2 separate regions of the Pan troglodytes genome follow, and region 1 is linked to region 2. A link is a contact called in public Hi-C data. All regions are on one chromosome and are shown on one strand. Each heading gives the region's core, a stretch centred on a gene start, on an enhancer-like site or on the middle of the called end of the contact. The rest is flanking DNA. Distances are from core to core; before and after follow the strand shown. Region 1 has its middle 24 kb from the start of APOBEC3H. Region 2 holds the start of APOBEC3C (apolipoprotein B mRNA editing enzyme catalytic subunit 3C).

The links. Hi-C and Micro-C count contacts between places; a contact is called where the count stands out from the background.
Region 1: a contact with region 2 is called in a Hi-C map of induced pluripotent stem cells, with 2.1 times the contacts expected there. The contact joins the enhancer-like site here to the promoter of APOBEC3C in region 2. A contact is called at or near these places in 3 of 7 Hi-C or Micro-C datasets (blood, induced pluripotent stem cells and stem cell-derived neural progenitor cells).

Annotation. Positions count from the first base shown.
Region 1 is chr23:41,121,942-41,125,774 of NHGRI_mPanTro3-v2.0_pri, reverse strand. No RefSeq gene overlaps it. Among named protein-coding and RNA genes, the nearest start is that of APOBEC3H, 24 kb to the right of the region's middle. Within about 2 kb of position 1,709, at least 2 of the 24 cell types and tissues checked have an H3K27ac peak or open chromatin away from gene starts, as enhancers often do. A contact at or near this core is called in induced pluripotent stem cells, where this site is marked.
Region 2 is chr23:41,015,695-41,019,800 of NHGRI_mPanTro3-v2.0_pri, reverse strand. It overlaps APOBEC3C (apolipoprotein B mRNA editing enzyme catalytic subunit 3C), which reads right to left and starts at 2,758. Exons shown (of 4, transcript NM_001251910.2): 1 at 2,701-2,758; 2 at 1,327-1,483. The coding sequence starts at 2,717.

The DNA of each region.
Region 1 (3,833 bases), core at 460-2,959, 110 kb before region 2:
GGAGACAAGTGGTTAGAGAGGCTGCGGTTAGTTACTCAAGGCTACATGGCTAGGATGTAGCAGAGCAGAGACTTGAACCTGTATCTGGCACCAGACACCTCATGACTAATCCTTCTACAGCAGTTCTCAAACTTTTTGGTTGCTGAATCCATTTACATTCTTAAAAACTGTTAAGAACCCCAGAGAGCTTTTGTGTATGTGGGTTATAGCTATCAATATTTATCATATTAGAGGCCAGGTGCGGTGGCTCACGCCTGTAATCCCATCACTTTGGGAGGCCGAGGCACGTGGATCACCTGAGGTCAAGAGTTTGAGACCAGCCTGACCAACATGGTGAAACCCCATGTCTACTAAAAATACAAAAATTAGCCAGGCATGGTGGCAGGTGCCTGTAATCCCAGCTACTTGGGAGGCTGAGCCAGGAGATTCACTTGAACCCAGGAGGTGGAAGTTGCAGTGAGCCGAGATCCCGCCACTGCACTCCAGCCTAGGCGACAAGATCGAGACTCTCCCCCCAAAAAAAAAAAAAAAGTAATGGCTTCATTATTTTTTAATGAATTAGATATTTTTAAATTTCTCATATATATACATATATATACATATATACATACATATATACATATATACACATATATACATATATACATATATACATACATATACATATATATGTGTATATATATATGTTTGTTTATTTATTTATTTATTTTTGGAGACAGCCTTGCTCTGTTGCCCAGGCTGGAGTGCGGTGGTGCGATCTCGGCTGCAAACTCTGCCTCCTGGATTCAAGCCATTCTCTTGCCTCAGCCTCCCGAGTAGCTGGGAATACAGGTGCCCACCACCACACCCAGCTAATTTTTGTGTTTTTAGAAGAGATGGGGTTTCGCCATGTTGGCCAGGCTGGTCTCAAACTCCCGACCTCAGGTGATCCACCTGAGCCTCCCAAAGTGCTGGGATTACAGACGTGAGCCACCACACTGGGCCTGAAGCCATTACCTGTTAACATAAGTAACACATTTTATGAAAAATATATTTTCCAAAACAAAAAGATTCAGTGAGGAGAGCTGGCATTGCTTTACTCCCCGCCGTGTCCCCCCCACGCCCCGTTGCCTCTTTTTTGTTTGGCTTAATAGTTAGGTGGATTCTCATATCTCCTGCGTAAAAACCTGTTGCAGTATTGCATGGCATGCAGCCTCTGGAAAATTCCGCAGTTCGTTGTGAGAACATGAGAGTGGGAAGACAACATCTTAAACATGATGATGAGAACCGTGGACCTTACAGGCCCTGAAAAGGCTGGGGGCACACTTGGAAGCCACCGTCTTCTTCCCTGTAGCTCGCCTGGGCAGGTGGCCACAGCTAGCCATCTGAGGCCGGTCCGTGGCCCATTCCTGGAAGGCGTGGCTTCTGGCCGGTGCCCTGGGAGAGCTCATTGCCTGGAGATCCCCTGTCAGCGCCGCGCTTCACAGTCCCCCACGCTTCACCGCCCCCCTCCCCGCTTCACTGCCCTCCCCCCCCCTCCCCGACCCCCTCCGCACCCCCCCATCCCTGGCCGCTTCACTGTTCCGTCCAGATGCCTCCTGGAAAGAAAAGCCATACAGCACGAAGGAAAGCAGGCGCGGGAAAGTTCCTGTGAAGCTGGAGGGGAGGGGAGGGGGCAAGAGAGAAAAGCTGCAGAAGGAAAGAGGAAGGAATGCAGGCACGCGGGGAGAGGAGGGGACGGCGGTCGCTGGGGGCAGGGGAAGGCGGACGCCTCTTCCACTGTCCTGAGAGGGAGGAGGCACAGAGGAAGCAGGCCCCAAGGGCCGGGTGCCATGAGAGGGAGAGGGAGAGGGAGAGGAAGAGCAGCACCCCAAGAAGGTGGAGCAGGGGAGGGAGGCGGCCCGGCTGGCCTGGGGTGGGGCAGGTGCAGCCTTCCCGGCTCCCCAAATTGCCCAGCTGTCCTGAAAATAAATCCCATGGGAAAGCGGGGAAGAAGCTGCCCCACCCCCGGACCCCCAGGACCTCCCTGTCCTCCTCTTGACTGCACCTTTGGGCCCTGCCTTTTAGATGGAATCCGATGGCTCTGAGCCCCGCCTGCCCCTGCACCCCCTGCCTCCTGCCTCCTTGTGCTCCTCCGCTGGCCTCCTCCAGTGGCTTCGGTGCTTTCTCACCTCACTGGATCCGTTCTTATTAATTAATTAATTTATTTATTGAGGCAGAATATTACTCTGGTTGCCCCTGCTGGAGTGCAGTGGTACCATTTGCGCTCACTGCGGCCTTGAGCTCCTGGGCTCAGGTGATCCTCCCACCTCAGCCTCCCAAGTAGCTGGGACTACAGGTGCCCACCACCACGCTGGCTAGTTTTTTGTATTTTTGGTAGAGATGGGGATTCACCATGTTGCCCGGGCTGGTCTCAAACTCCTGAGCTCAAGCGATCTGCCCGCTTCAGCCTCCCAAAGTGCTGGGATTACAGGTGTGAGCCATCTCTCCTGGCCTCACCGGGTCCATTCTGACTTTGGGAGGGTGTGGTGGGATTTGGGTCCCTGCCCACCACAGACAGGGGGTGGGAATCTTTCAAGGAAGCCATGTGGCTGGGGGGATGCGGGGAGGTCTCCTCTGGAGAAGGAGGGCCAGGTTCCGGTTGATGGCCAGGCCAGGGCAGTCAGGCCAGCGGGAGTGCAGGCCATCGTCCCTGCCTTGCTGGAGGGAGAGCGCTTTGCCAGAGAGGAAGAGCCTATGCCTCTCACCTGTCCATTTGGGGGCTCACTTTTCCCCTGTCTGTCTGATCATCCAGCTGACACTGTGCATGTCCGGTTCACCTGGGGTTGTAAGGTGAACAAATGCATGGCCATCCTCAGAGGGCCTGCTTCTGTCTGGTTTTGGCCTCTGGCTTTGAGGCTTCAGTTACTTGCAGGCGATCTTAATTTTAAGTAATAATGGCCGGGCGCTGTGGCTCACGCCTGTTATCCCAGCACTTTGGGAGGCCGAGGTGGGCGGATCACGAGGTCAGGAGATCGAGACCAATCCTGGCTAACACGGTGAAACCCTGTCTCTACTAAAAATACAAAAAATTAGCCAGGCGTGGTGGCGGGTGCCTATAGTCCCAGCTACTCAGGAGGCTGAGGCAGGAGAATGGCGTGAACCCAGGAGGCCGAGCTTGCAGTGAGCCGAGATGGCTCCACTGCACTCCAGCCTGGGCGACAGAGTGAGACTCCGTCTCAAAAAAAAAAAAAAAAAAATTTTAAGTAATAAAACAGATTTTTTAATAGTTGCTTTATTCAAAATATTTTTGTGTATGGAGAGGAATACTCATTAACATTGGTACTTTATTGCTCGATTTATTCAAGTAATATAACTCTGAAAATCAATTTTCCTTAAGCATTTAAACATTATTAATTTGATTAATTATAAATCTAGTATTATAAATCTAGACTGATTCTTTTGAACACTCCAGACATCTTAACTAGCAGGCCAGACACACACAAATACAGTATTTCAGACTGATCAAGATGGCGGGATCTGAGCAATCTAATGATTGATTCTTTACAGAGTTGCACAAACCAAGGAGATTTAAACGGAGACCTTTCGTCGTCAGGCTGTGTCTCTTTAAATCATGATAACAATGTTTATTTCTGGCATCCGGGACTAAGTTTCTCTTTGTCATAGAGGTGCTAGTGGGGTACCTGTCAGAGTGGAGGAAAATGATGTGCAGCCACTAGAGGGCCCCTGAAATTTATTCTTTATATTTATTTATTTATTTTTAACTTTTACAAAATAGAGCTGCGGTCTCTCCATGTTGCTCAGGCTGGTCTCAAACTCCTGGCCTCAAGCGATCCTCCAACCTCTACCTCCCA
Region 2 (4,106 bases), core at 1,509-4,008:
ACTGGGTTTCATCATGTTAGCCAGGCTTGTCTCGAACTCCCAACCTCATGATCAGCCTGCCTCAGCCTCCCAAAGTGCTGGGATTACAGGCATGAGCCACCACGCCGTGCCCGGCCCCTTCCTTCTTTATTTTATTGAGTCTTTCCCTGTCTCATAGACTCATGTGTGAATTCTGCCATCTTTTCTCCCAGGCATCCATTCACCAGGCATCCTCAGCCCCTGCTATGGCCTGGCTCTCTGGGGTCAGCTTTGTTCCCTGCCTGCCTTCTGCTGAGGAATCAGGGCAGTGGCGGGGGCGGCCCCACCAGCCCGCAGTCACTGGCCCAGACACAGCGCTGGACACAACACCCCCCGCTTCCCACAGCTGCTGATTCCTGAGGACTGCCGGACGCACAGCTCCATAACAAGATTTTGGGAAACAAAGTCAAGAGTGAGGGTGCTGGGCGCTAAACAAGGCCTTTTGGGAGGAAGCAAACCCCCTCCACGATCTGATCACAGGAGAGTCAGGGAGGAAGATCTGGGCCATGGACTTAAAAAATGTGGGGAGGGCCGGGCACAGTGGCTCATGCCTGTAATCCCAGCACTTTGGGAGGCTGAGGCGGGCGGATCATGAGGTCAGGAGATCGAGACCATCCTGGCTAACACCATGAAACCCCGTCTCTACTAAAAAAAAAAAAAAGAAAAGAAAAAAAAAAAGAAAAAATTAGCTGGGCATGGTGGCGGGCGCCTGTAGTCCCAGCTACTTGGGAGGCTGAGGCAGGAGAATGGCGTGAACCCGGGAGGCGGAGCTTACAGTGAGCTGAGATTGTGCCACTGCACTCCAGCCTGGGCGATAGAGCAAGACTCCATCTCAAAATAAATAAATAAATAAATAAATACATAATGTGGGGGGGAGGCCAGGGGCATGGTGTCTCACGCCTGTAATCCTAGCACTTTGGGACGCCAAGGCTGGTGGATCACTTGAGGTCAGGAGTTCGAAACCAGCCTGGCCAACATGGCGAAATCCTGTTTCTACTAAAAATACAAAAGAATTGGCTGGGCATGGTGGCAGGCGCCTGTAATCCCAGCTACTCGGGAGACTGAGGCAGGAGAATCACGTGAACCTGGAAAGCAGAGGTTGCCGTGAGCTGAAATCGGACCACTGCATTCCAGCCTGGGTGACAGAGCGAGACTCCATCTAAAAAAAAAAAAAAAAAAAAAAAATAGAAATGTGGCAGGAAAGTGTACACAGGAGAGCCCAGGCCGGGCACATCACTTATTGTTGCGTTTTCTGCATTCCCAGCTGCTTAGCTCCTATTTAGGGTGTAATTAGGACTTTGGTGCTACCTGGTTTCGGAAGACGCCCGTCTTCCAGGAGACAACTGAGCGGCGCTTTATACCTTCCACGGTGAAGCACAGCCAAGTTTCGTTCCGATCGTTGGCTTCCCATAGGTTTTTAAATTGGAAGTAGAATGTGCCTGGATACATTGCCTTCATCGGGTTTCTGAAGGCACAAGAGAGAAACCCCAATGCAGAGACCCCCGCACCGGAGTCCTCAGGGCTGATGCCCACTGAACACAACTGCCTGGACGGCCCTGGGCTCTGGGCCTCCCCCATCCCTCCACAGCCCTGAGAATGTCTGCTGCTTTCCCAGGCAGGAAGACGGGGAGAGAGAAAGAGGAGGGGACGCTGGCAGGGGCAGCAGGGCCGGGGTGACCTCTCCTAGCTGGAACCCCAGCTCTGGGGCTACCAATGGAACACCCTCAACCTCCCAGTTTTTCTGCTACTTTTTTTTTTTTTTTTTTTTAAAGACGGCATCTCGCTCTGTCCCCCAGGCTGGAGTTTGCAATCTCAGCTCACTGCAACCCCCACCCCTCGGATTCAAGGGATTCTCCTGCCTCAGCCTTCCAAGTAGCTGGGATTACAGACGCCCGCCAGCACCCCTGGCTAATTTTCTGTATTTTCAGTAGAGACGAGGTTTCACCATGTTAGTCAGGCTGGTCTCAAACTCCTGACCACAAGTGACCCGCCCGCCTCAGCCTCCCAAAGTGCTAGGATTACAGGCATAAGCCACCATGCCTGGCCTAAAATAAGAGCATTTCTCCTGATCATCATATTTTTTCCTACACTCCATGTTGCAGGTGTCATTCTAAAAGGTGAACGGTGCTCACGGAGGAGGAGCCTGTGTCTGGGGTCGTGTGCATCCTCCTCTGCTCACAGTGGAGGCATCTTTGGAAGAAGTGACTTATTTTCTGGTACAGAGACCATTCCCTCCCCCACACCCTCTCCTAAGACTTTGTATTGAAACGAAGTAAATCTTACAGAAATTGCACCAAAGCGCTGAGAACGAAATGCCTGATTGCTCAAATCATCCTTTGGTTCAATTCTCCCAGTTCCAGAGCTCCCAGGAATGGTGGGAAGCACACAGAGGAAGCACCCTCCCAGGGCGGGAAGCACCAGCCCGGGCATGATTTTCGGGGGAGAGTCTCAGCAGGCGGACTGGGCTGGGGCAAGTGGGGAAGGTGGCCCATTCAGAAGCAGCAGTCGGGGGACCACACAGCAGGGCAAGGAGCTTGGCTGGGAGTGGGGGCAGCGGGGGAACCAGGGGGGAGGGACCCCAGAGGTGGGGCTGGGGCAGGGGGAGGCCAGGGCTGAGGCCCAGCAGGACCGCCTGGCAGGAAGTGGCAGGAGGGGCCTGGCAGACAAAGCGGGCAGAGGTACCTGATCTGTGGATTCATGTTCAGCCTCTTAGATACGCTTGTCCCTGTCCCACTCTTTTCTGAAGCGCTGTGGCTTCTCTTCCTGCTTACAGCGTCCTTGCAGTTGAGCAGCCCTCTTTAAAGTGACCTCCCAGGGCCTTGTGAATCATGGCCCCTCCCCATTCCTGCTCAGGCACTGGTGTGGGAGGCCCCGGGGTGCTTCATGTTTCTCTGGCTCTGGCCCTCTTTCTGGTTTTCTCCGGGCCCCTCCTACTGGCAGAGGAACCTCCGATAAAGACAGGCTGCTCTGTCTTTATCTGTCCTGGGCAGGACCCAACGGAACTGCAAAAAGAAGAGAAAGAGAAAGAGAAAGGCATTGCAGCCTGAGCCTGGGAGGCGGGTCCAGACCCAGCTGAGAGAGGGGCAGGTGTCCCGTTGCCTGGTGGTTGGGCAGGCTGGAGCCCCCTCTCCACCACCCCCTCCCCAGCCCTAATGTGTGCCCAGATCTTTGAGCAGCACCACCCTGTTGAGTGAGGGGAGGTTTTGAGACCCCAGTGGGGAAGGAAGTGTGGACTCCGCACAGCACAAGCGAAGGCTTAGGTGTGCCTCGAGTTCCCAGCTGTGTGCTGAGTCCATCGCACGCATCCCCTCTTCCAACCTCCCAGCTTCCAGAAGGTGGGGGGCAGGTCAGCCCCTCAGAGATGTGGGCGGAGGATTACCTAGGTGCTGAGGCAAGAGACTGAAGGCACAAACTGTTTCAGTATAATAAAGAATATACTTACAATAAGAATAGTTATAATACAAATTAGATACAGAGATGATCATGGACATTATCAATCATTAGTGTAGACATTATTAATCATTAGCTTTTAATATTACTCTTTATGGTATTACTAATATAACCAAGAAATAACCGGTGGGTATAGGGTCAGGTGCTGAAGGGCTGTTGTGAGAAGTGACCAAGAATGCAAGAGGTGAGCCCTCTGTCACGCCCACATAAGGGCTACTGGAGGGCTCCTTGGTCAGGCGGTAACGCCAGTGCCTAGGAAGGCATCGTTACTTAGCGGACCACGAAAGGGAGTCTCCCTTTTCTTGGAGGAGTCAGGGAACGCTCAGCTCCACCAGCTTCTTGTGGGAGGCTGGATAGTATCCAGGCCTGCCTGCAGCCATCCGGAGGCCTAAACCCCTCCCTGTGGTGCTGTGCTTCAAGGGTCACGCTCCTTGTCCACTTTCCTCCTGTACTCCTGGTCCCTCTTTGAAGTTCTTAGAAGATAGCGGTAGAAGAAATAGTGAAAGTCTTAAAGTCTTTGATCTTTCTGATAGGTGCATAGAAGAAAACGCTGACGTATACTGCCTTCCCTCTCTGCTTCGGCTACCTATAAGGGAAGGGCCCCCTGTCCTATGATCACGTGACTTGCTCGACCTTAT